Linked DNA regions of Mus musculus: regions 1 and 2 are each linked to region 3. A link is a contact called in public Hi-C and promoter capture Hi-C data. All regions are on one chromosome and are shown on one strand. The core of a region is the stretch at or near the end of the contact, and the rest is flanking DNA. Distances in the headings are between cores, read along the strand shown.

What was found. Promoter capture Hi-C pulls out the DNA fragments that hold promoters and counts their contacts. Hi-C and Micro-C count contacts between places; a contact is called where the count stands out from the background.
Region 1: a contact with region 3 is called in a Hi-C map of uterus. The contact joins the promoter of E2f3 here to the promoter of Agtr1a in region 3. A contact is called at or near these places in 5 of 39 promoter capture datasets (erythroid cells, hippocampal neurons, liver and 1 more), 2 of 484 Hi-C or Micro-C datasets (cardiomyocytes and uterus) and 2 of 9 other capture datasets (adipose tissue and pancreatic islet).
Region 2: a promoter capture Hi-C map of the SN4741 cell line shows a contact between it and region 3, with 2.6 times the contacts expected there. The contact joins the promoter of Irf4 here to the promoter of Agtr1a in region 3. A contact is called at or near these places in 2 of 39 promoter capture datasets (the SN4741 cell line and stem cell-derived epiblast-like cells).

What each region holds. Positions count from the first base shown.
Region 1 is chr13:29,983,851-29,987,341 of GRCm38.p6, forward strand. It overlaps E2f3 (E2F transcription factor 3), which reads right to left and starts at 2,213. Exons shown (of 7, transcript NM_010093.3): 1 at 1,450-2,213. The coding sequence starts at 1,818.
Region 2 is chr13:30,747,378-30,750,987 of GRCm38.p6, forward strand. It overlaps Irf4 (interferon regulatory factor 4), which reads left to right and starts at 1,856. Exons shown (of 9, transcript NM_013674.2): 1 at 1,856-1,918; 2 at 3,171-3,418. The coding sequence starts at 3,203.
Region 3 is chr13:30,334,629-30,338,151 of GRCm38.p6, forward strand. It overlaps Agtr1a (angiotensin II receptor, type 1a), which reads left to right and starts at 1,728. Exons shown (of 3, transcript NM_177322.3): 1 at 1,728-1,961.

The sequences.
Region 1 (3,491 bases), core at 963-3,462, 350 kb before region 3:
AGGGTTTCAATTGCCCATCCATCCACCCCCCAAAAGAAACACACGTAAACACTATACCCACCCCGGGGGCGGCCACTCCCGCCCCGGGGCTCCTAGAAGCGGAGGCCGGGGATTTACTTAGTTAGATTTTTCTTGCTTACTCATTTCCCTCAAGCACCCAACCCCCCGTTCCCACTCCAAAACCCCGCTCCGTCGCCTACCCTCCGGCTCGGGCCCCCCGGGGATCCCGGGTCCCCGCGGCGGTGGCTCGGGCCCCCGCGCGGTCCAGGTCACTAACCTGCTGCTGTAAGGGCATTTCCGAAAGCAGCCTGGCTCCGGGGGAGGTGGGGGGCCGGCTGGAGAGGGGGCCCGAGGCCGAGTGGAGCGGCGGCGCCGGGCGAGGGCGGGCGCCGTGGGGGGGTGGGGACGGGAGAGGGAGGGTGGCGGTGCCGGGTGCGAGGGCGCCGGGACCGTCCCAGGCCTGGGAGCCGGCGAGCAGGAGGAAGTGGGTGCCCCCTCTCCCCCTCCAGCGCCCCCTCCCGCCGCCGCCTCCTCCCCAGTCACAGGCGCGTCCTCCGCGCACGTGTGCGAAACGTCACCGGCGGGTCCCGGAGAGAAGGGACAGATCCTGGCGGCGGGACGGGAACCCGGCTGCCCCCGCCCTCCGTCGCCGGGGGGGCGGGGAGGGGGACAGGGCGGGGAAGGAAGGGGCAAGGGGAGAGGCGGGTCAAGGGCAGGCCCGGGGCCCGGAGAGCAAGGCCCCAGCGCTCCGGCCACGCGGGCGCCGCCGCTGCCACCGCGGAGATGCGCCCAGGCCGGAGCACCCGCCCGCCGGCCCCTTGTCGCAGACAGCGCGAGCCCTGGCCCACCGGGGCTCTCAGCTCCACCTCCCCCACCGCGATACCCGTCCACCTCCCAGATCCCCTTTGTTGCCTGGAGCTAGGTCCCCAAAGGTGCCAGGCACTGGCGCCCCTGCGCTCGGAGCACGCCTGCGGGACCCCCAGTCGCCCAGGGGCAGCAGAGACAGGAGAGGAGGCTTGCACGCCTCGGGTCCCCCAGTTTACATCCTCTGGGGTCCCCCACTCTCCAGTGCACTACTCCCTCCCCCACCCCCTTCTCCATCCGGGGCGTGACCCCTTCCTACGCCCGAGAAAGAGGAAGCTTCGAGTTGCAAGGGAGGGGAGAGTGGGGGTAGGGAAAAGTGCAGGAAAAGAAGTGGAGGGGGGGGGGGCGCGAAAAGTTTTGGAGTGTTGGATGTGGTTCTCAAAGAGGGACTCCCCACTGCCCCGCGTGCCTGCCCAGGCCCCCACGTCCTCCCAACGTCCGCAGGAAAGCACCCCGAGTCTAACAATAAGCACACGCTGGAAGGGACAGCAACGAGGCCCACGATGCTCAGCCTCGCGCTCCCGCCGCCACCGCTCCCGGGAGCCCGCCTCCCACCTGGGCTAGGGACGCTGAGGAGGGTATTACCGGTGGGCCACCGCCGCCGCCGCGTCCTGGTGCTGGTGGCTGCTGCAGCAGCCCGACTCTGCTGGAGGGTCCTTGTGGCGTGGTGTAGAGGCTGCTGGCGGCCGGCTCCGTGCCGGGGACACTGGGGAGAAGGGGGCCGGCGGTCAGGGCGCCACTTTGGAGGGAGGTGGCACAGGACGTGGTGGAAGGGTTCGTAGTGAGGATCTGGATGTACGTGCCCGGGGCGGCGGCGGCGGCGAAGCCGGGGCTGGCTAGCAGTGCCCTTTTGTCCATGGAGGCTGCAGCGGCGGCGGCGACGACAGCCGCCCCCTCCCCACCCCCGGCGGTCACCAGGTACTGCTCCAGGGCGGGCTGGATCCCCTTTCTCATCTCTCGCTCCTGCTCTTTTTTAGTGTTACGATATATTAACGTATTGCTTTCAATTTCTTTTATTATTTGCAGCCGGAGTTTCCAAGTCTCTCCTTCTCGCCTCCCCTCCCGGCGCTTCCGAACCCTCTCTCTCTCTTTTCTTTTTATTTTTCCGCACCGCACAGGCCCCGGGGGCCAAAAATAATCGGGGGTCTGGAGAGAGGAGGGTCCCGGCCGCACGGATATCAGGCCCCGAGGAGGGATGGAGGCGTCGGGGGCAGCCGATGCAACGGATTGCGAGGCGGTGGCGGCAGCCCGGGTGCTGCGGCCGGCAGCTGAAAAATGGCTCCAGGAAGCTGCTGCTGACAATGAATGAAGGGATACGGTTTACGCGCCAAGGTCCTCCCGCGAAACTCAGATTTCCCGCCGGCTTTTCAAACCATATTTGCATATCTCCGCCCCTCAACCCGCCGAGGACTGTTCCCACAGTCCATTGGATCCCTGTCGCCTTACTTCGGTACCAATCCTGGAGCGAGGTCGCCACTGGCTGTTTTCCATTGGCTGCCATACACCATGGTTACCGGGGTGACCCGGGCTCTATTTGCATAGAGCAACCTGACTGGCTGGAAGCAGAGCAGGCTTCTTAGGAGGTGGGGCAAAGTCCTACTCTCCCACGGAAAGCCACGCCCATTCCAGGCCCCTCCCTCGCTCCTACCCGCGGGGCTGGCTCTGATGACCTGGGCAGGGACTCTGCCTCGCAGACTCAGTGTGGATCTAGTCTTGAGCGCAAGTTTCGGTTTTGGAAATTGTCAAGGTGACACCCTCAGGGACTTTGTTTCCTGTAACCAAGCAGTGTAGTAAATGAAGAACTGGTAGAAATTCCCCTAAATATGTGTCAAAGGCAAGTTGGACCCGGCCTGGCAGGTGGAAAACTGAGCCCTTTAAATCCTGGGTTTCTTCCTTCCTGAAATCCAACCAATGACGTGAGAGCGGATCCGGAGGCCAAGGCTGATAGACAGAAGCATGTGGGCAGACAGAACCGTGGGGGTAGAAGGTTCAGCTGACGCGACTGCAGGCACACTTTAGTTCATATTCCAGATCATTCCTGGCAGCTTCATGATTAGCCCGATTTCGATTTAAGTAAAAATTAACTCTTTGTTCAGTGAACTCTGACTACAAGTATAGGTTTGAGTCTAACAAGCACCCTCTCTGGCCCAGAAACACCCAGGGGAGTTAATCAGGGCTAACCTAGAACTGATCCGCGGGTTTTTAATCCGCCATGCAGTAATCCAAAGTAGTACAGGCTTTTATGGTGACGTGGGACTTCCAGTGAAAGCTGCCTGCACTCAGCTCTTTACAGCCTCATACGCCAGGAAATTCTTAAGCAAACAGCAAACACTACAACGCAAACCTAACCCGATATGTTTTAAAAGAGGAGAAAAATGTATGCATATATATGTATATATGGAAATCAGAAAATGTCAAGGAAAATGAAATCGTCGAACTGGTTTCTATATTAAAGTAAATACTCACGGATCTTTAAAATGAGCATTGTGGGGCTGGAGAAATGGATCAGTTACTTACATAAGTGAGGGGACCTATATTTGATCCCCAATACTCACATTTAAAAAGCTAGGCATGACCGCGTGTATCACTAATCCCAGAACTGGGAGAATGAGACCTGAAAACTCATT
Region 2 (3,610 bases), core at 606-3,105, 410 kb after region 3:
GGAGATGAAGGTAATGTCATAATGAAACCCATCACTGCTGTGTGCAACTAATAGATGCTAATAAAATAGGAAGTTTTAATGATTTAGGTAGCTTATTGCTTGCATTCACCTCACTGTTAAACTATCACTTCTGGGGGATCCACACAACGAGCGAGCGAGTAAACCAGAAGATGGCGTTGAAGATTAGTAATCATATCTTTTAAACAAGATAACCATGTGAAGTCTCAAAAGGTTTCTTGTAATGACTGTTGTTTAAACTTCTGAAAACAGAGGATGTAGATTGGCTGAGGAAAATGTTGAAACCGCCTAAGTCAAGGTAGAAGACACGTGTGTCTAAGTGAAAAAAAGAAAAAAGAAAAAAAAAAAAAACCAAAAACCTCGGGTTGGCTGCTTCTGTCCTTAGTCTGTGCACGCTTTGAAGAAATGTAATTCCTCAGCAGCAAGGCTGTGCTATCTGAAGCTACAATCTCTGCTTTGCTCCGAGGTGTGTCTCTGGTGACCGGGATAGTTCCCGACAGACAGAAGGTGTTCAAAGAATATTTTTGAATGAATGAAACCCCAAAGGAAGAAGAGGGGAAAATGGGTGTGACCAAAATTTTCTTTGAACGAAACTCTGTTGTTTACTACCAGGGCTCTGACAATGGAAAACTAATTGGGGTGAAAGAACGACATGGCATCCTGTTAATTTCTGAGAAAGCCTGTTGATGTTAGGAAAAAAAAACATGCCGGTGGGCATCTCTGCACCAGTTTTCCTGTGGCCAAAATCAGATGTTTCTCCTAAAGTCCAGAACCCAGGATGGAAGATTAAAAGAAAAACTGAGAAACATGTGAAATGAAAAAGTTGTCAAATCTTTACAAACGCTCCAAGTTGACCTGTGGTGGTGGTAATCTAAAATGATACAGAAACTGGTAGTCTGCTTGCTTACCTGAAAACACCAAGATAACATATAAGCTCCAGGCATCCAAGCTGAGCTGGAGAAAGTCAGCGGCAAAAGCTCATGGAGTTTACATATGAAGGTCAAAGAAAACACGAAAATAAAGTAAAACCTTCAGTCAGCCTAGCTGTTCTATTTGGGGCATTGGTACCTCACCGGCAACTGCCTCCCACGAGGCTGAGGTTAAAATTATCATTTTAAGGTGAATTGACATCCGGAAGCGCGCTAACTACCTGAGTACTCAGGGATCCCCCATCTCTTTTATGTTGCCATGATTGAAACTTTGGGGACTGTGCTTGTCTGAGTCATCTCAATTCGTCGGTTTCATTCACCCAACATGTATAAGCGTTTCAAACACAGTATTTGGGCCACGGCTTATAAACTTGCCTTTCTATTTTTCTTTTTAGTGAGCGTGATATTCTCTAAACGCTCAGAGAGACAAGACTCCGCTTTGCCCAAGGATGCTCCCGACCTCTCTCAGTCTATCTCTTCTGTCACATGCTGTGAGAACCAAGTTCCCTGTGCTCCAGACTCTCCATCACTTCCCAACCTGGCCATGAGCAGTTAGTAGTTATCAGCTATGCTCAGTGCAGATTCCAGTATCCCCTTTGCATGCCTCCACCTTCACAGGAACGGGCCATACCGACTTGTCCCATCCGGTTGAGGATTTCTGAGTACATCAGAGTCCCCAGCCCCCTCCACAGGAGGAGCTGAAGAAAGCCAGGGTTTGTCTGAAGTGGGACAGCCCTTGACCCGGTGGGCTCTAGTCCGAAGCTCCTGTTCCTGCGGGACACCCAGGCACAAGGCAGAGGTGGGGGGCGGTCCTGGGTATGGGCAAGCCACGCCCTCTCAAGGCGGGGCCGAAGCGCCCGCCCTGCACTCCGCCTCCGGCTCTATAAAGTTCCTCTTTCTCACCTCACTTTCCTAGTTTCACCACTTGAACTTGGGACCCTTTGCTGCCCTCAGCTAAGAGTGCGGGTGAGGTAAGGCCTGTAGTCGGGCAGAAGGAGGAGTGTGAGGCTGGTGGCAGAGGAAGCCTGGCTTCCATCTCTGAGCCTGAGGGAGAATGCTGAGATAGCGGACCCAGGCTCCGCTCATCTACGCTGCCCTAGGACCTGTGCACTTCGGGTTTTGTATGAAGCTGTTTGGGTGGGAGTTCCAGAACATCCCCCACGGGCTGGGCGGGACGAGCTAATGGGACTGTGGTGTCATCAAAGGATCGCACTGGCCACAGCTTGTCCTCAGAGGGACAGCCTCTGACTCTCTCTGCTCCAGTGGAAAGCTCCTTTCCAGCCCTGGTTCCTAAAGGACCCAAACTCATCTAGGGCTCCAGAGCGTGATTCCTAGGCCGGGCAGCCAAGAAGAGCTGAGAGCTCCAAACTTAGGGTGCTCAGAGCCCCTTTCCCCGCATGCCCCTTCTTCACTTCTCTGGCAAGAGTGCTAGTGTTGCTGTCCGCAGCACCCCTTATTCCCAGCCTCGGCTTCATTCCTGCCAGGGTTCACGCTGACATTCTGCAGGTTGGAATCTCCTGTTTCTTGGCTGCGCTGCTTGCCCCATAACCAGACTTCCACTTGTTGCTTCCAGGACCCACGTGATGGTCTCTGGTTGGGTAGGCCTGGGGTTATTCCGAGGACAAAGTAAGGGTGTCATAGAAGAAAGTCAAGAGAGTAAGCTAGGTACCGCAAACCTGCATGGCAGGGACACAGGACCTGGACAAGGGCTAGTCCATGTGCCAGGTCCTTTTCGCCTGGGGCAGCCAGGGCAACCTAAACCCAGGAAGGGGCAAGTGTAGAAACAGTGAGGGAAAAGTGGGATGAAAGCTACTTGGATCCAGCACAGAGGGACGAGTGAGCAAAGTGAGCGCCCCAGCGTGGCGCAAGACTTGGGATCTGCAGAGAAGCTGTGTAGCTAGGAGCTTTCAACGGAGCGTGTTAATGTAAATGTAAATGAAGAAATTACCTAATTTTTTTAATAAAAGAAAGAACAGACAGGCAAAAAAAAAAGGAGGAGGAGGAGGAGGAGGAGGAGGATGGTGCGCGCCAAGGGATGCTCTCTATACCTTCGTCAAAGTACCTTCTCTTGGGGGACTTCGGAGACTCTGGCACTGCACCCGAGCACCTTGGCAGCCTCAGAGACTCGGGGCCTCGTGGGCACTGCAAGAGTTTGGGACGGGGCTTCCTCCCGCCTCCAAAGTGATGCGAAGGTAGTTGCAGGGAATGTGTGTCTCTCCTCAGCGCACAAGCCCAGGAGGAGGTCCGCACGCGTCATGAACTTGGAGACGGGCAGCCGGGGCTCAGAGTTCGGCATGAGCGCAGTGAGCTGCGGCAATGGGAAACTCCGACAGTGGTTGATCGACCAGATCGACAGCGGCAAGTACCCCGGGCTGGTGTGGGAGAACGAGGAGAAGAGCGTCTTCCGCATCCCGTGGAAACACGCGGGCAAGCAGGACTACAATCGTGAGGAGGACGCTGCCCTCTTCAAGGTTAGCAGCATTCAGGGATCCCTGGGCAGGGGTGGGGGTGGGGATGGGGAATCTGAAAGCTCTGAATGTCTGTGGCTCCCGGGCAAGGGACTAAGAGGTGGGCTCCTGCAAGGAGGAGGCCAGAGCATCAAGCATTGGACCCTGCTTAGGCAAAGTCCCCAGGAGAAGGGAAAGAGGTTGCAAACTCTCCGG
Region 3 (3,523 bases), core at 478-2,977:
TGCACTATACATCACACACACACACTATACACACACTATATATACACACACATATATGTAATTTAGACATCGGCTACATAGCATTGAAGAGTATCTAATAGGACTCAGGGAATTGCAAAGATGCTTGAGAAGCAGGCAGCTAAAGGGGTCAAAAGGGGCCTCTATGGTAATGAGATAACCGCTGCTGGAGGTCTGCTGCTAAAAGTCAAGGTTTGAGCTGAGCCACTGGCAGAGGCTTTAGCAGCCAAGTGCAGGACTCAGCCCTGGAGACAGTTTCATGTCAGGTAGAGACACACAAGTGGGCATATGTGTCACTTCAAATAGAACAGCCACATCATAGCAGAGACTGAGCTAAGTTGAAGCCTCTAGGAGGGCTGGGCACTCTGTGACGCACACAGGGTGGAAAGATAGGGCTTCTTACCCCTGAAGCCTTAGGGCTTCTTCTCTTCATGGGGCTCAGGTGAGAGAGCTGCACCCTTTTCCAGTCTTGCCAGTCCAGTGTGCTGTCACTCCTGGTTTCCCAGATTTGATATTAACCTCGGCGTGTGTGGCTATAGTCTCCATTTACTTCGATTGTTTTTTAAGTAGCGGGGCATGGGGCGTGGGGTGGGGGTGGGGGCTTTCTGCCTTAAGAAATAAATTGTTAATCTATCTGTGCCATGTAGCTGGTGACAGGCAGATGATGTTTATGTGCACATCAAGGTGCGAATTCTACTTCTGCATTTTCACTTTAAGTGGAGTCAATGCTGCTTGTAAAATACAAACTCTGCAGTCGAAAGCCATTGTTTTGCACAATGTCGAGTAATTCAGAGCAGGGCACATCATGGTCTCAATACCTTTATTTTTCCACTGGATTTGAATCGCTAGCACTTCATTAGGATTTGCATCTCCATCCATAGAAGCTGTTAGTCTGAAGTTGGCTTGTACTGTGTTGCCTGAGTTTGGTATCAGAGTAATTCTGGCCTCGTGATACACTGCAGAATGTATTTCCCCTTTCCTTTCCTTTCCTTTCCTTTCCTTTCCTTTCCTTTCCTTTCCTTTCCTTTCCTTTCCTTTCCTTTCCTTTCCTCTCCTCTCCTCTCCTCTCCTCTCCTCTCCTCTCCTCTCCTCTCCTCTCCTTTCCTTTCTCTCTTTCTTTCCTTTCTCTCTTTCTTTCTTTTCTTCCTTCCTTTCTTCCTTCCTTCCTTCCTTTCTTTCTTTCTTTCTTTCTTTCTTTCTTTCTTTCTTTTTTTCTTTCTTTCTTTCTTTCTAATTTAGAATTGAGTTCATTTTGTTCTCAAATATTTTGTGCTATTTTTTTGGCAGTCTGTTTTTATTTTAAAATAAATGCAGCTTGAGCCACGTGTAAACTAGGAGGAACTGATAATCTTTTATTTTACAACTCTGAAATTAATCCATGCCATATGTAATCCACAGCACAGGCCTCAAATTTTGAGTCAGCCACAGCGAAGAAAGGGAGTTCCTTAATTCATCCTTAAAATTTTTCCAAGATTTTTTTTTTCTTCTTTCTAAGTGAAGCATTTATCTTGGAGTCAGTTCATGTGGCCTTACGCCCACCTCCCTCCATCTTCAACACTTCAGGCTGGGATGTGGGATTCAGGACCAGCTGAGCTTGGATCTGGAAGGGCACATCGGTGACTGGCAGCAGGGAAGACTCCGTCAGAAACTGGAGAGGGAGAGGGTTGGACAGAGGGTCTCGGGGCGGGGCGGGGCGGGGCGGGGCGAGGGAGGAGTGCAAAGCCTTAGGGTTGGAACCTGCGGAGTAGCAACGTCCCCCTAGGCTATAAATATGGAAGTGCCTCGCTGCTGATCGCCAGGCAGTTGGGAGGGACTGGATGATGCTGTCTGGCCGGAGAGGACTCGAGGCTTGAGTCCTGGTCCACGGGTCGCTGGGGTGGGTCGCTGGGGTGGCTGAAGCCAGTACCAGCTCTGCGGCTCTCCCAGCTCTGCTGCTCTCCCGGGTGAGTCCTAGCCCAGGCGTCCCGCCAGCGTGGTGATCAGGGGCGGGAGTGGGTAGGTTCCTTGTCACCACATCTGAATCTAGAGTACTGGGCACGGAGGACCCGGGGGACCCAGGGGAGCGAGCTCACTCCCGGCCAGCGGAATGAGCCTGGAGGGGGCTGCCCTTCACCGGATCAGGTGGGAGGAAAGTGCGCTCGTTTGCAGCGTGGTCCAAAGGAGTCATAATGTTTTGATCAAACTCTTCGAGTACAGGCTAGAAATCTACAGAAATGTGAGGCAAGCAAGTCAGTTTTCCGCCGTGCTTTTAAATAACTGTTGTATTTTAGCTGTGACCTGAATTTAACCGTAGCCTGTATGACCGCGGGGCCAAAATCTGAAGTTGTGCTACTTTGAGCTTAAGTTAAGATTGTCCCCAGCCTCACCTTTGTTTGCCAATGACCCTGCACTGCCTTCTCTCCTTCTTCTCAGTGCGGGTTCTACTAGTGGATCATCAGTATCACATAGATGGTAGTGGGGCCAAACGCCATAACCACAGGTGTTCCCAGCCAAGCTTTGATACTTCAGTCAGAAGTGGGGAGAAGCTGGTGGCTGCATCTCAGCAGGCTGTCTTGGCCTGTAGTCCTCACTGGATTTCAGTGGCTCCGATTCAGTACTGAAGCGAGCGAGCGAGAGCAGGGCTCTCCACTCTTCTACCTCATTTCACTTTCTTGAGAAACCTTTAGGCCAGTGTCTCCGCAACCTCAGACTATGGTGGTCTCCAGAAAATTTAAGCCAATCCTGCTCAAGACTTCACCTGCTCCCTGTCTTTGGTTAAGCACAGGAGAATAGGCTACGGGTGTCCATGTTTGCCCATGTCCTTAAGCATAAAGACCCACCATCAACTCCAGGGAGACGTCTTTTTTTTTTTTTTTTTTTTTTTCAGGAAAATTTGGGCACTCTGTGTGCCCTGAGGTCTCATTTGGAAGTCGACAACATTAATTTCCTCCTGTGTCGTTCCAGGAAAAGAGAGAGAGAGAGAGAGAGAGAGAGAGAGAGAGAGAGAGAGAGAGCAGCCTCACAGCCTGCTCTCTGCAGTCAGTAATCATTGTTTCCCTTTTCAAGGTACTTCATTCCTAAAGCGATTTTCTTGAGAGTTACCGCCACCGAGTCCCTGTATTTATTGCCCCTAAGCAAAAGCCTTAACCCACTTTACAAATATAAGGACTCCAAGAAGCTTGTTTTAGTGTTTTATCTCCTTGGTTTAACCACAAACAAACAAACACTACCTGTCCTGTTTGCTTATCTCGGAAGTCTTTTTGGAGCCATTAAGGCCCCACTTGGACGGTCACTTCTCCATCAATTTCCTGCTAATGCCCAGGAACCCTCCTTGTTCTTACCCTGAATTAGCTGCGCGATATTAAGAGTGCTTTTATTTATCTAACAATTCTGAGTCTCTGGTCACTGCACAGAAGGTCTCTTACAGTCTTTTAAAACCTCGATACTTTCTGGTTTTTGGTTATTGCTGACTACATAAAAGTCTAGACTGGTTACCTTATTATCCCATGATAAAAGTCTTCGAAAC